Regions from separate parts of the Mus musculus genome. Here region 2 is linked to region 1. A link is a contact called in public HiChIP or PLAC-seq data. All regions are on one chromosome and are shown on one strand. Each heading gives the region's core, a stretch centred on a gene start, on an enhancer-like site or on the middle of the called end of the contact. The rest is flanking DNA. Distances are from core to core; before and after follow the strand shown. Region 1 has its middle 25 kb from the start of Gm35332. Region 2 holds the start of Prlh (prolactin releasing hormone).

What was found. HiChIP or PLAC-seq counts read pairs in DNA pulled down with a chosen protein or histone mark.
Region 2: an HNF4G HiChIP or PLAC-seq map of pancreatic cancer cells shows a contact between it and region 1. The contact joins the promoter of Prlh here to the enhancer-like site in region 1. A contact is called at or near these places in 3 of 39 promoter capture datasets (hippocampal neurons, maxillary cranial neural crest and second pharyngeal arch cranial neural crest), 1 of 484 Hi-C or Micro-C datasets (cortical neurons), 1 of 115 datasets of contacts at active chromatin or transcription factors (pancreatic cancer cells) and 1 of 9 other capture datasets (embryonic stem cells).

Annotation. Positions count from the first base shown.
Region 1 is chr1:90,725,943-90,731,228 of GRCm38.p6, forward strand. No RefSeq gene overlaps it. Among named protein-coding and RNA genes, the nearest start is that of Gm35332, 25 kb to the left of the region's middle. Within about 2 kb of position 3,704, at least 23 of the 459 cell types and tissues checked have an H3K27ac peak or open chromatin away from gene starts, as enhancers often do. A contact at or near this core is called in pancreatic cancer cells, where this site is marked.
Region 2 is chr1:90,950,043-90,955,615 of GRCm38.p6, forward strand. It overlaps Prlh (prolactin releasing hormone), which reads left to right and starts at 3,066. Exons shown (of 2, transcript NM_001101647.1): 1 at 3,066-3,162; 2 at 3,807-3,970. The coding sequence starts at 3,066. The coding sequence ends at 3,970. Mlph (melanophilin) reads left to right here. Exons shown (of 16, transcript NM_053015.3): 16 at 1-1,100.

The DNA of each region.
Region 1 (5,286 bases), core at 2,454-4,953:
TCAAATAATTGAAGTCTACCGTATTTGCTTTCTATTGTTGGAATAAAGACACTTTGACTAAAAGCAACTTCTGCAAGAAAGGGTTCATTCCAGCTTATAGCTTATAATCTATCATCAAGGGAAGTCAAGGCAGGAACTGAAGCGGAGATCATAGAGAGGTGCTCTGTCTGATTTCTTATACTACACGGGACCACCTTGTCCAGGGGTGGGACCACCCACAATAAGCTAGGGTGACCCACATCAATATTAGTCAATACAACCCCTTAAAGACTTGCCTAAACGCCAACCTGATAGTAGGCTTTTTCTCAGTTAAACTTCCCTCTTTCCAGATGACACTATCTTGTATCAGGTTGACAAAAACAAACAAACAAACAAACAAACAAACAACCAGTACAGAGTCAAAATCATGATTTTCTATTACTAAAATTCTAGCAAATGGGGTCCATTATTATTGCTGCTCACAAATGTGAAATCCATTCTATGAGGGCTCAACCTCCCCCAGGGGGTTGTTGCCCATGTGCTGGCAGATATCCCACACTCTAAAGTGACCCCTTATGACTTTAGAGCATTGATTCTCAACCTGTCAGTCACGGCCCCTTGGGAGAATAACATATCAAATATCCTGCATATCAAACATCTACATTATGATCCATAACAGTAGCAAAACTAGAGGTGTGCACTATCAATGAAATAATTTTATGGCTGGAGTCACCACACCATGAGGTATTAAAGAGTCTCAGTGTTAGAAAGGTTGAGAACCGCTTGCTTCTCTAGAGGAGACCTGCAGATTGATGCTGAGCGAGGTAATGGCTCAATCGCTTCATTTTCATTCCTGATCCTGTACACACTGGAAAGCACACAGCCTAATGTTGTGTCGTGATTAATGTAGTTGGGTCAGAATGAGCACATATGGTCACAGTTGGGTACCTTTAATAGTTGTGTTAGTTGGATAAATCCACACAACCGAAGATGCTCAAACCAGGTGACCAGGTCTGATATCTGAAGCCATTTTTTGGATTTCACCTCTCACTCCAATAGTTCCAGAGCTGGCATTCAGGTGAAGCAATGGAAAATGGACCCATTCACAATGTATGAACTGACTCATTAAAAATCATGTAGCAAGTTGTCTCTGGAGAGGGGAAAAAAGCCAAACATGAACTTCATTTTTGCCTAATTTACTGAAGCACTGGGTCTCAATTCCAAATTTGTTACAGAGGACAGGATTATTTCCTTCTGAGATGTTATTGTGTGGATTTGAAACAGCATTTTGGTATTGTGTCAGAGCTAGTGGCCTTCCCACATGTCTTAGTCAAGGTTTCATTGCTGTGAACAGACACCATGACCTTGGCAACTCTTACAAAGGAGAACATTTAGTTGGGGCTGTCTTACAGGGTCAGAGGTTCAGTCCATTGTCATTACAACATGAAGCATGGTGGCATGCTGGCAGACAGGGTGCTGGAGAGAACTGAGAGTTCTATGTCTGGATCAGCAAGCAGCAGGAGAGGAGCTGGCTTGAGCATCTGAGACCTCAGAGCCCACTCTCTTGTGGCATACTTCTGCCAACAAAGCCACACCTACTCCAACAATGCCACACATCCCAAGAGTGCCACTCCCTATGTTACCAAGCAGTTAAACACATGAATCGATGGGGGGCATTCCTATTCAAACCACCACGGCACAGCACATACAGTAGTGATCATACACCCACAATCACATTGTCCCAGGGCAGACACGGGGGCCCAGAGCAAGACCATGTCAGATTTACTGACTCACTTCTCACCTGTGTCCTCTCTTTTAGCACAAAGTATTCTGGGACTGTTGCTGAGAATAGTCCAAGCCCATGTGCTAGCAAGCATGGTCACTTGGTTTGAACATCTTCAGTTGTGTGGATTTACCCAACTAACACAACTATTAAAGGTACCCAACTGTGACCATATGTGCTCATTCTGACCCAACTACATTAAACTTTATGATATCTCTCGGCTTTTAGAAACTATGTGACTTCTCAAACTGTAGGATAACTTGCACAACAGATTCCAAAGTTCCCAAAGATCCTCACTGACGGCTGGGAAAGCACAGCTCTTGGGCAGCCTTGTTGGTATCCACGTTTTCTTTACTAACAAGAAAACTTTACTGCAAGTGAGTAGCCTTTTCCCCAACTTTTCCCTAAATGTTCTTCATGATGTTTGCAGGAAACCAAGTGCAGTATATGTGTGCAGAACATACAACTTCAGGACACTGAAGAGATACGCTGGTAAAATTGACCTTGTATCTGGGTAGCTGTTTTCACTTACAACATAAGCGTTTTTTTGTTTGTTTGTTTGTTTGTTTGGTTGGTTGGTTGGTTTTTGTTTGTTTGTTTGTTTGTTTGTTTTTGGTTTTGCATATCAGTTGCCCATCTCTCTCTCCCTCCCTCTCTCCCTCTCTCCCTCCCTCCCTCCCTCCCTCCCTCCCTCCCTCCCTCCTTCCCTCTCTCTCTCTCTCTCTGTCTCTCTCTCTCTGTCTCTCTCTCTGTCTCTCTCTCTCTCTCTCTCTCTCTCTCTCTCTCTGTGTGTGTGTGTGTGTGTGTGTGTGTGTGTGTGTGTGTGTGTGTGTGTGTGTGGTTTGAGTGTGGAATGTCCTCCACAGGGTTGTGTACTTGAATTCTTGTTTCCCCAACTGTTGGCACTGCTGGAGAATGCTGGAGAACCCTAAGGAGATGGAGCTTTAATGGAGGAAGTGGGTTGCTGGGCTTGGGCTGAGTGTGGATGCAGGATGATTAGCCAGCACCTGCTCTTGCCAGCTTGCCTTGCCTCCATGATGGACTGTGTCCCTCTGGAACCATGAGCCCAGATGACTCTTCCTCCCTGAAGTCACCGTTAGCGACTTTTATCACAGCAACAGAAAAGTAACTGAGACAGGCCCATTGGAATGATCTGCTTTTACAGTGTGTTAAATTTTCCACCAGGTTTTTCATTCCTCAAAAACATTTATTGTTTAGTAGAACAAACTACTATTGTTCCAGTTGGAGGTTTTCTGTACACAGTTCTTGGGGAGGAAATAGGCACACAGTCATTTCACTTTCAAACATCCATTGGTTTGGATTTTATACATCTGCTCATTCTTTCTTCTTCTTGGAAACCATACTGTTCTTTCTTTTAAAAAAAAGTGTGTGTCTTTATAGGGTATTAAGGAGAACTAGAGAAATATTTAATTCCTCTCTTTACTACAATAAACACGGTATAAATGGTACCAGAGTGTGCCTGGCGTTGGGTTACAGGAAAGGGTCATGAGCCTTGGAGGAAGGAAAACTCACAATGTGGCTGAGCTCGAGGAAGGCTGGGAGGCTGCCTGCTGGACTTGGTCAGTTTAAAGAGAAAACACAAGGATTAGAGATGCGCATAGCGCAGTAGCAGAACACTTGCCTCACAGACCTTAGGTTTGATCCCCAGTATGGCAACAACAAAAACAAACAAGAAACTGCAGAGCCAGACTTTTAAACCTTCTAATTAACTTCTCAGTAAAAGCAAAAGCTCTATTTCCCCCATCTACAGAATAAATAAAGCTGTATGTGGCCATCGTGGCCAACAGACTCCAAGCCTGAGAGGCTTGCTTAGAAGAGTGACTCTAGAATGTCACCAATACTGAATAGGGATAGGAGGTGTCCCAACAGACCAGGTGAGTCACCCTGTTCCCTTCAACAGCTCTCTGATCAGTCTCTCACTCCAGCGGGTACAGCTACTGGTCTTGGCCACTAACTCAGCGCTGACTCATGAATGGATGAGCCACCAGCTTCCACAGCTTCCACACAAAGCTGAGCTCACCCATCCACTCCACCTATTTGTCCTCTTGGGTCCAGCATCCTGGGTTTTGTAAGCCAAAGAGGATCAAGGCATCTTTGTGCCCTTCCATTGTAGATCAGCAGATACACCCAATGAAAGGTTAGGAAGCTTGCCAAAGCTACACAACTTGCCAGAGGTGATGTGAGTGCCAAGTTCACTCAAGAGCTGGTCCTGGGTCCCTACTCCTCTCCCCTCAGGAAAATTCCTATGAGTGGCATCACCTTGAATCCCAGAGCATAGCTTCCGTAGCTGGAAGCTAATACCAGTTCTGGGCTTCTGAAATGCATTTGTTCCTCCAGGGAAACAGAAAGGAGAGGGATGGAAGCTGAAAATAGATGGGTAAAGCATGCTGCCAGGGACACATGGAGGTTCTAACTTCAGGATATACCTACAAATTACAACTTTCTTTACCTTAAGATACATTAAGTAACAGTGCATTAAAATAAAAGGATAAATTGCTATGGAGTAATTGGTTGACTTTATCCTTTCTGAAGGAGTCAAAAATCTAAGTGACTGTCTTAGTTTCTTTTCCTGTTGCTGGGATAAAATACCTAATAAAAACAACTTAAAGGAAAAGATTTATCTCAGCTCACAGTTCCATGCTACAGTCTATAATGACAGGAGCTTGAAGGAGTTGGTCACATCCATAATCAGGAAGAGAGCAATGAATGCACATTTGCTCAGCTTGCTGCCTCTGTTCTTGTACATTCCAGGATCCCTTGCCTAGGGAATAGTGCCACCCACAATAGTAATCGAGGAAATCTCCCAAAGAAATGCTCACAGGCCAACATAAACAATCCCTCATCGAAACTGCCTTCCTGGGTGATTGTAGATTGTGTCAAGTTGACACTAAAAACTGATCATCACAGTAACTCAAGCAAAAATCATCATAAAAATTATCTATGGTTCAGCAAGCAGACAGAGCCTGGAATGAGCATACTTCCTGAAGAAAGAATGTCACCGAGATGCATCCCCCAGGAGAAGAGTGACAGATATAGTGACAGACAAAGATATGCTTCAAGATAAGTGCTTTGATGAGTTTGCCACACTCCATATCAAGATGAAAGGACCAGAGAACAGAACCCAACTACATACTCTTATCAAGACAGTTGCTTAATGTCGGTCAGTAGTAAAGTGAGAAAGAACTCTCAGAAGGTTATAACTAGAAGGCTTCAGCAAAGCCCTCCATATTGCAAAGCTACAGAGAGGCCAACAGAACTGCCGAGAAAGGCAACTCGGGTTAAGTCTGACAGAGTGATTTGTCCCATGTATTCTTGCCCTGCCAATGGGCTTCTAGAAAAAGCTTGTCAGTCTTGTGGATGGAGCCATTCATCATCACATAATAAAAGGAAGAATTGAGAGAAATTAATATAATCATAAATCGGTAAACTAGACTCCCACAAGTTGCCCATGACTTCCACAAGAGACTCTCCACATAGCCTGCACAACCACGCAACATAATAAA
Region 2 (5,573 bases), core at 1,816-4,315, 220 kb after region 1:
CCTCTTCCTCCTCCTCTTCCTCCTCCTCTTCCTCCTCCTCTTCCTCCTCCTCCTCCTCCTCCTCTTCCTCCTCCTCCTCCTCCTCCTCCTCCTCTTCCTCCTCCTCTTCCTCCTCCTCTTCCTCCTCCTCCTCCTCTTCCTCCTCCTCCTCCTCCTCCTCTTCCTCCTCCTCCTCCTCTTCCTCCTCCTCCTCCTCCTTCTCCTCCTCCTCCTCCTCCTCCTCCTCCTCCTCTTCCTCCTCCTCCACCTTGTTCTAGAGTTCCTTACCATACCCACCTCCCAAGGAGCCCACTGGCCAGAGCCCTCTTCCAAGGAAGAGGCAGCCATTCCTTGAGAACCCAGATGCTACGCTGACCACGTGTCCAAAGGATGACGGGGCAGCCTAAAGCTTTTCTACAAGTCTGGTGGTGGGCAGGAAATGGTGATCCTGGGGAGACACCTGCCTGGTCTCTTCTCGTGCACAGCTCCTTCAAGAATGTTCTATTGCACCTCAATGATATTTCATATAACCTGTACCTATTGTCGTGGTGATGACGGGGTGAGTTAAATGGCAGAACGTTGAACAGTCCTTTCACCAGCACAGACCTGCAGATACTTCAACACTTCCAGAATATATGCTGGTGAAAGAATGAGGCTCAGCACCTCTAAGCGGGCTCAGGAGTCTTCCCAGAAGGCACACCCCGAAAGGCAAACACTGACCTTTCCAGGTGATCTGAGCTCTTCTATCTATTTTTGTGTGCACTAATTCTTTCTCATTACATGTAAATTACCTTTCCAGCATAATAGACTTCCTTTTTTAAAAGATTTTTTTGCCTGCGTGTATGGGGTGAGGTGTGTACACATCTATGAGGGGACGCTGTGCACTTGTGCATAGAGACCAGAGATTAATGTGGTGTCTTCCTCAGTCATGTCTCCATTTCCTGTTTTTGAGACACTGATCTTGGAGGTTGTCAATTTGGCTAAGCTGACTGGCCAGTGAGCATCAGGGGTCTTCCACACCTCTGCTCTCTCTACCTTAGCACTGGGGTTATAAACCGGCGCTGCCATGTTCTGCCTTTAAACCTACCTTACAATAAAAGTAACACTCTGTTTCGTTTTCATTTTTTTATTGTTTTGCTTTATTGAGGCAGCCTGGTTTTGAACTCATAGCCATCCTCCTGCTTCACTTCCCAGAGAGCTGGGGTTACAGTCATGTACCACAATGCCAGGCTTCTGATTGTATTGTATCAATAAACTTGGTGTGTTCTCAGCCATAGACTCAGGATGAACCAGAGAAAATGTGTCTAGAGACCGTGCATGTGGATAAGCAAGCTGAGGGGACAACCAGAGTAGGAGGTACCCACCTGGGTTCAAGGGACTTCCTGGCCACAATTCCAGGAAGTCATGGCTCAGGTGGGACAAGTATTCAGAAGAGGCCATATTCTAGTTCACATTGAGAGGACGGGTGGACACGTCACTGTGGAGTCTGCCCAAAGGAGAGCGTGAAGAGGGGGCAGGGGGGGTGTTAATGTGTTTTAAAGCCACTTGGCCCAAATGAAATTATATAATTCAGGAAGGAACAAACCACGTCAGTGATGAGAGGTTTGGGTTTTTTTTTTTTTTAAGAAGGTAAAAAAAGAAAGGAAAGGAAAAAAAAGACGGAGTGTCTTGATGAGATGATGAGAGAAGAGACGTAGTGGAAACTGCAGGCTATAAGCAAAGACGCCATCTCAAGGAGGGGTCTGGGGGCGTCCTTTGCCTCCTTGTTGGCCTATAAAAGATAAGCAGGCAGGCAGACCTCACCTCACGCCCAGGCAGCCTTATCGCCACACTCAAGGGACAGAGAGAGGGTGAGTAACTTGGCAGTGCTGGAGAGGGCTGGGTGTTGCTGTGACTTCCAGCTTCTCCACAAGTGTTTTCTCTGCCAGGCTTACTGGGCAGCCAAGTGCGGGCACCAAGCAGGACAAGCAGAGAGAACTACCTGTGGTCTGTGGTCTAGGACCACACACCATTCTGGGGTCTCTGACACTCAAGGGCTGTCCATGATGGAGGGCAGGTGAAGGTGGCCCTCAGTGGGACACCTCAAGCAAAGCCCAGAAGGCACCCTCCAGAAAGGCTCAGAACTCAGGATCAGTTAGCATTCTCAGTCCCCATCACCCAGCCTGAGTGGGTGCAGTCTTTACAATGATTCATGGTGGCTCCTCCATTCCTCTAGTTAGGGTTCCCCTTCACTGTGTGGGACATCCCAGGAGGAGGAGGAGGAGAGGGTGGGCATTTAAAGAGCTCTGATGGACAGCGCTGTGTGGACAAGGAGAAGCTGGAGCGTCAAAGTCAGCTGGGGGGGGGTCTTCCTTGAGCATCTTCTAATAGGACCTGAAATGTCAGGGGTAGGAAGAAAAGGGTCCCCTGCAGGAAGTATCACAGGTGGATGCTATGTGGTAGGTCAGAACACTCCATCAGCAGGGTACCAGTTCCCATACACAGTGGCGGCAGCCTTCCCATGTCATTCAGGGGGACTCTGTGAGGAGAGGCCCATTCTGGAGTCTCAGCAAACTGAGTCTAAAGTCCTGGGTTATTGTAGAGGCTGTGAGGTGTGAGCTCTCTGGGGATGTGGGATGCTAAGTGTCCTCCATTGCCTGCCTGGCTCTCAGTGTCAGGAGATCCCAGACAAAGTGTGAGGAAAGCCTGGGCACTGAGGTTCCAATATGTTCCAACTCCTAGCTACCTCTGAGGTTGGGCAAATTGTTCTCCACCTCTGCTGACCACAAGGCTGCCCATAAATCTGCTTCCCACCAAGGCCTGGGTGTCTACCTCCCAGCTCTTGACACAGATGGACAGACAGACCCAAGGATGTCCCAAGACAGCCACCTGTGCACAGCTCACACCTCTCCCCTGATAATTGTAGCTATGTGCACTAAACATATGCATTTGCACACCTCATAGGCACGGACACGCACCACACACACACGTACATCTGTACAAACAACCTAGGGTCCCTCCTGGCTTTGTGCATACAACGTACTCTGCATCTCTACCCCCAGGCTTCAGGATCCAATCTCCAGGGCATCATCCAGGAAGCCGGAAGCATGGCACCGAGGACCTGGCTTCTGTGCTTGCTGCTGCTAGGCTTAGTCCTCCCAGGAGCTTCCAGCCGAGCCCACCAGCACTCCATGGAGACCCGCAGTGAGTGCCTGGCATATGGAGGACAGCCACTGTCACCTCCCATCCATATGCTTCCCAAATGCCTTGAGTACCCAGCCCCTGAATGGGAGGTTAGCCATCTCCTAAGCCAGTGGTTTCCAACCTTCCTAATACAGAACTTTTAATACAGATCCTTATGTTGTGGTGACCCCCAGCCAGAAAATTATTGTGATGCTGTTTTCATAGTTGTAAGTTTTGCTACTGTTATGGATCATAATGTTAATATCTGAAATGCAGGATGTCTGATATGCGCCCTTCCCCCCAAACAAAAGGGACACAACCCACAGGTTGAGAGCCTCTGGGATCTAAGCAAAAGCTACCTTACCATGCAGTCAGTTGGGAGATTGGTCCTGTTAAGATCTCCCCAGAATGGTCCTGTTTCCTGTCCTCATCATTCCCCTAACCCATCTTTGTGGGGTCCCTTAAGACTTTGGAGGATGACAGTCAGACAGGAAGAGAATACTGATCCTGGCATATGTCTAAATAAATTCCCTAAAGCCACACCACTGCCCAGATATGCCCAGCCAGTGTAATCAGGGTGGGTGCCAACATGGCCTGGTGCCCAGGTTTCCATCAGCTTAGGGGCTCCCGTGTCCCATACGCTGCTCTGACTCTTTCCTTTCCAGCCCCTGACATCAATCCTGCCTGGTACACGGGTCGTGGGATCAGGCCTGTGGGCCGCTTCGGGAGGAGGAGGGCAGCCCTGAGGGATGTCACCGGACCTGGCCTGCGGTGCCGGCTAAGCTGCTTCCCACTGGATGGAAGTGCCAAGTTCTCTCACAGCTCATGAAGACAGTGATGCTGAGCCCAAGCCCACCCTCCCTGTCCCCCCGCAGAGCCTCCTCCACCCTCCCTTTCCGGTTTTCCCTCTGATCTAATAAAAGTGCTGGCTTTGTTTATTGTACACTTGTAACTATGTGGTAACAAACCGGAAGGTGCTTTCTCTCTGGGGAGGGTAACCATGAAAGAAGCTCAGAACCCAGTAACCTCTTTGGAAAGAAGAGGCTCCCACCTGCCCCCAATAGAACAACTGAGATCGCTCATTACCAGGCCCCACAGAGGTTGTCCTGGTCCCTTAAGACCCTGCAGTGGGGGAAGGGAATGTTGATTCAGTGTTCCTATAAATTCCTGTTCCCCAAAACCACATCACTGCCCAGAAATGGGGTGCCCTTTTCTTGGTCACTTGTTCCCACAAGCTTCCACCTACACAAGGTACCCTGAACACATGCTCAGCTTGCATACTGCATAAAGCCAGGGTAACCACACACTACACTATGTAAGATACTTGGTCCCAGAGAAAAGCCACACAACGCCCCTGGCATGGCTCACGTCCTTCTCTTGGCATTTTTTGGTTTGTTTTTTTTTTTTGTTTTTGTTTTTGTTTTTTTGTTTTTTTGTTTTGTTTTGTTTTGTTTTTGTTTTTTTGTTTTTTTTTTGTTTTTTTGGTTTTTCGAGACAGGGTTTCTCTGTAAAGCCCTGGCTGTCCTGGAACTCACTTTGTAGACCAGGCTGGCCTTGAACTCAGAAATCCGCCTGCCTCTGCTTCCCAAGTGCTGGGATTAAAGGCATGCGCCACCACGCCCGGCAGCATTTTTAAGATTAACATTTAGAGATGTTTAGGGGTTTGCTGCAAAAATTAGATGCTATCAAAGTGTTGTTCCTAGCACCCAGAACAGAGAACATTCATTACAGCCTATGAAGCCACCAAGTGTCATCGCACAGGACCTATGCTATCCATAGGTGCATGTTCGGCATTGTGTCTGCTGTTTGGGCAAATGTATTACGTGGCTCCACCAGTTCAGTGACAATGTGGTGCCCCTCATCACCCTGAACACACCCCATTCCTTGTCCCTTGCAGAATCCTGCAGCTACCAACACACATGGGTATGTTAACCTACTTCCTGCTCAGAGGAGAATCCCAGAGACTTGACCCCATTCTTTTTGATCCTATAGGCCTCCTTTAAAGTCACTTGGGGTGTCCTATGCCCTTTGTCAAACACAAAGTGACTGGCACATAACACAGCTGGTGCTCCCAGAAAAGGGGGGAAAGTCAGACAGGAGCTGAGGGAGACGCCGTGGGAAGCCGGGGCAGCTGAAATTCACCTGCACAGAGGAGTGCCAATGGCTGCCAGCAGCCTCACCCACCAGCACAGAAGCCTGAACTGGCCTCTTCTCAGCTCAGTAGGTGCCATCTTACCCTCAGATCAAGATGATTCTCAGCTGGGGGTCATCTGGCTGGCTGCTGTCTATGCTGTTCCCCTCAGGTTACCCTCAGGCTGCTGTGACTGTTGTCACAGGCCGCTATGACTGTTGTCACAGGCCGCTATGACTGTTGTCACAGGCCGCTATGACTGTTGTCACAGGCCAACTCCCCTCCAGTTCTTTCTACTCCC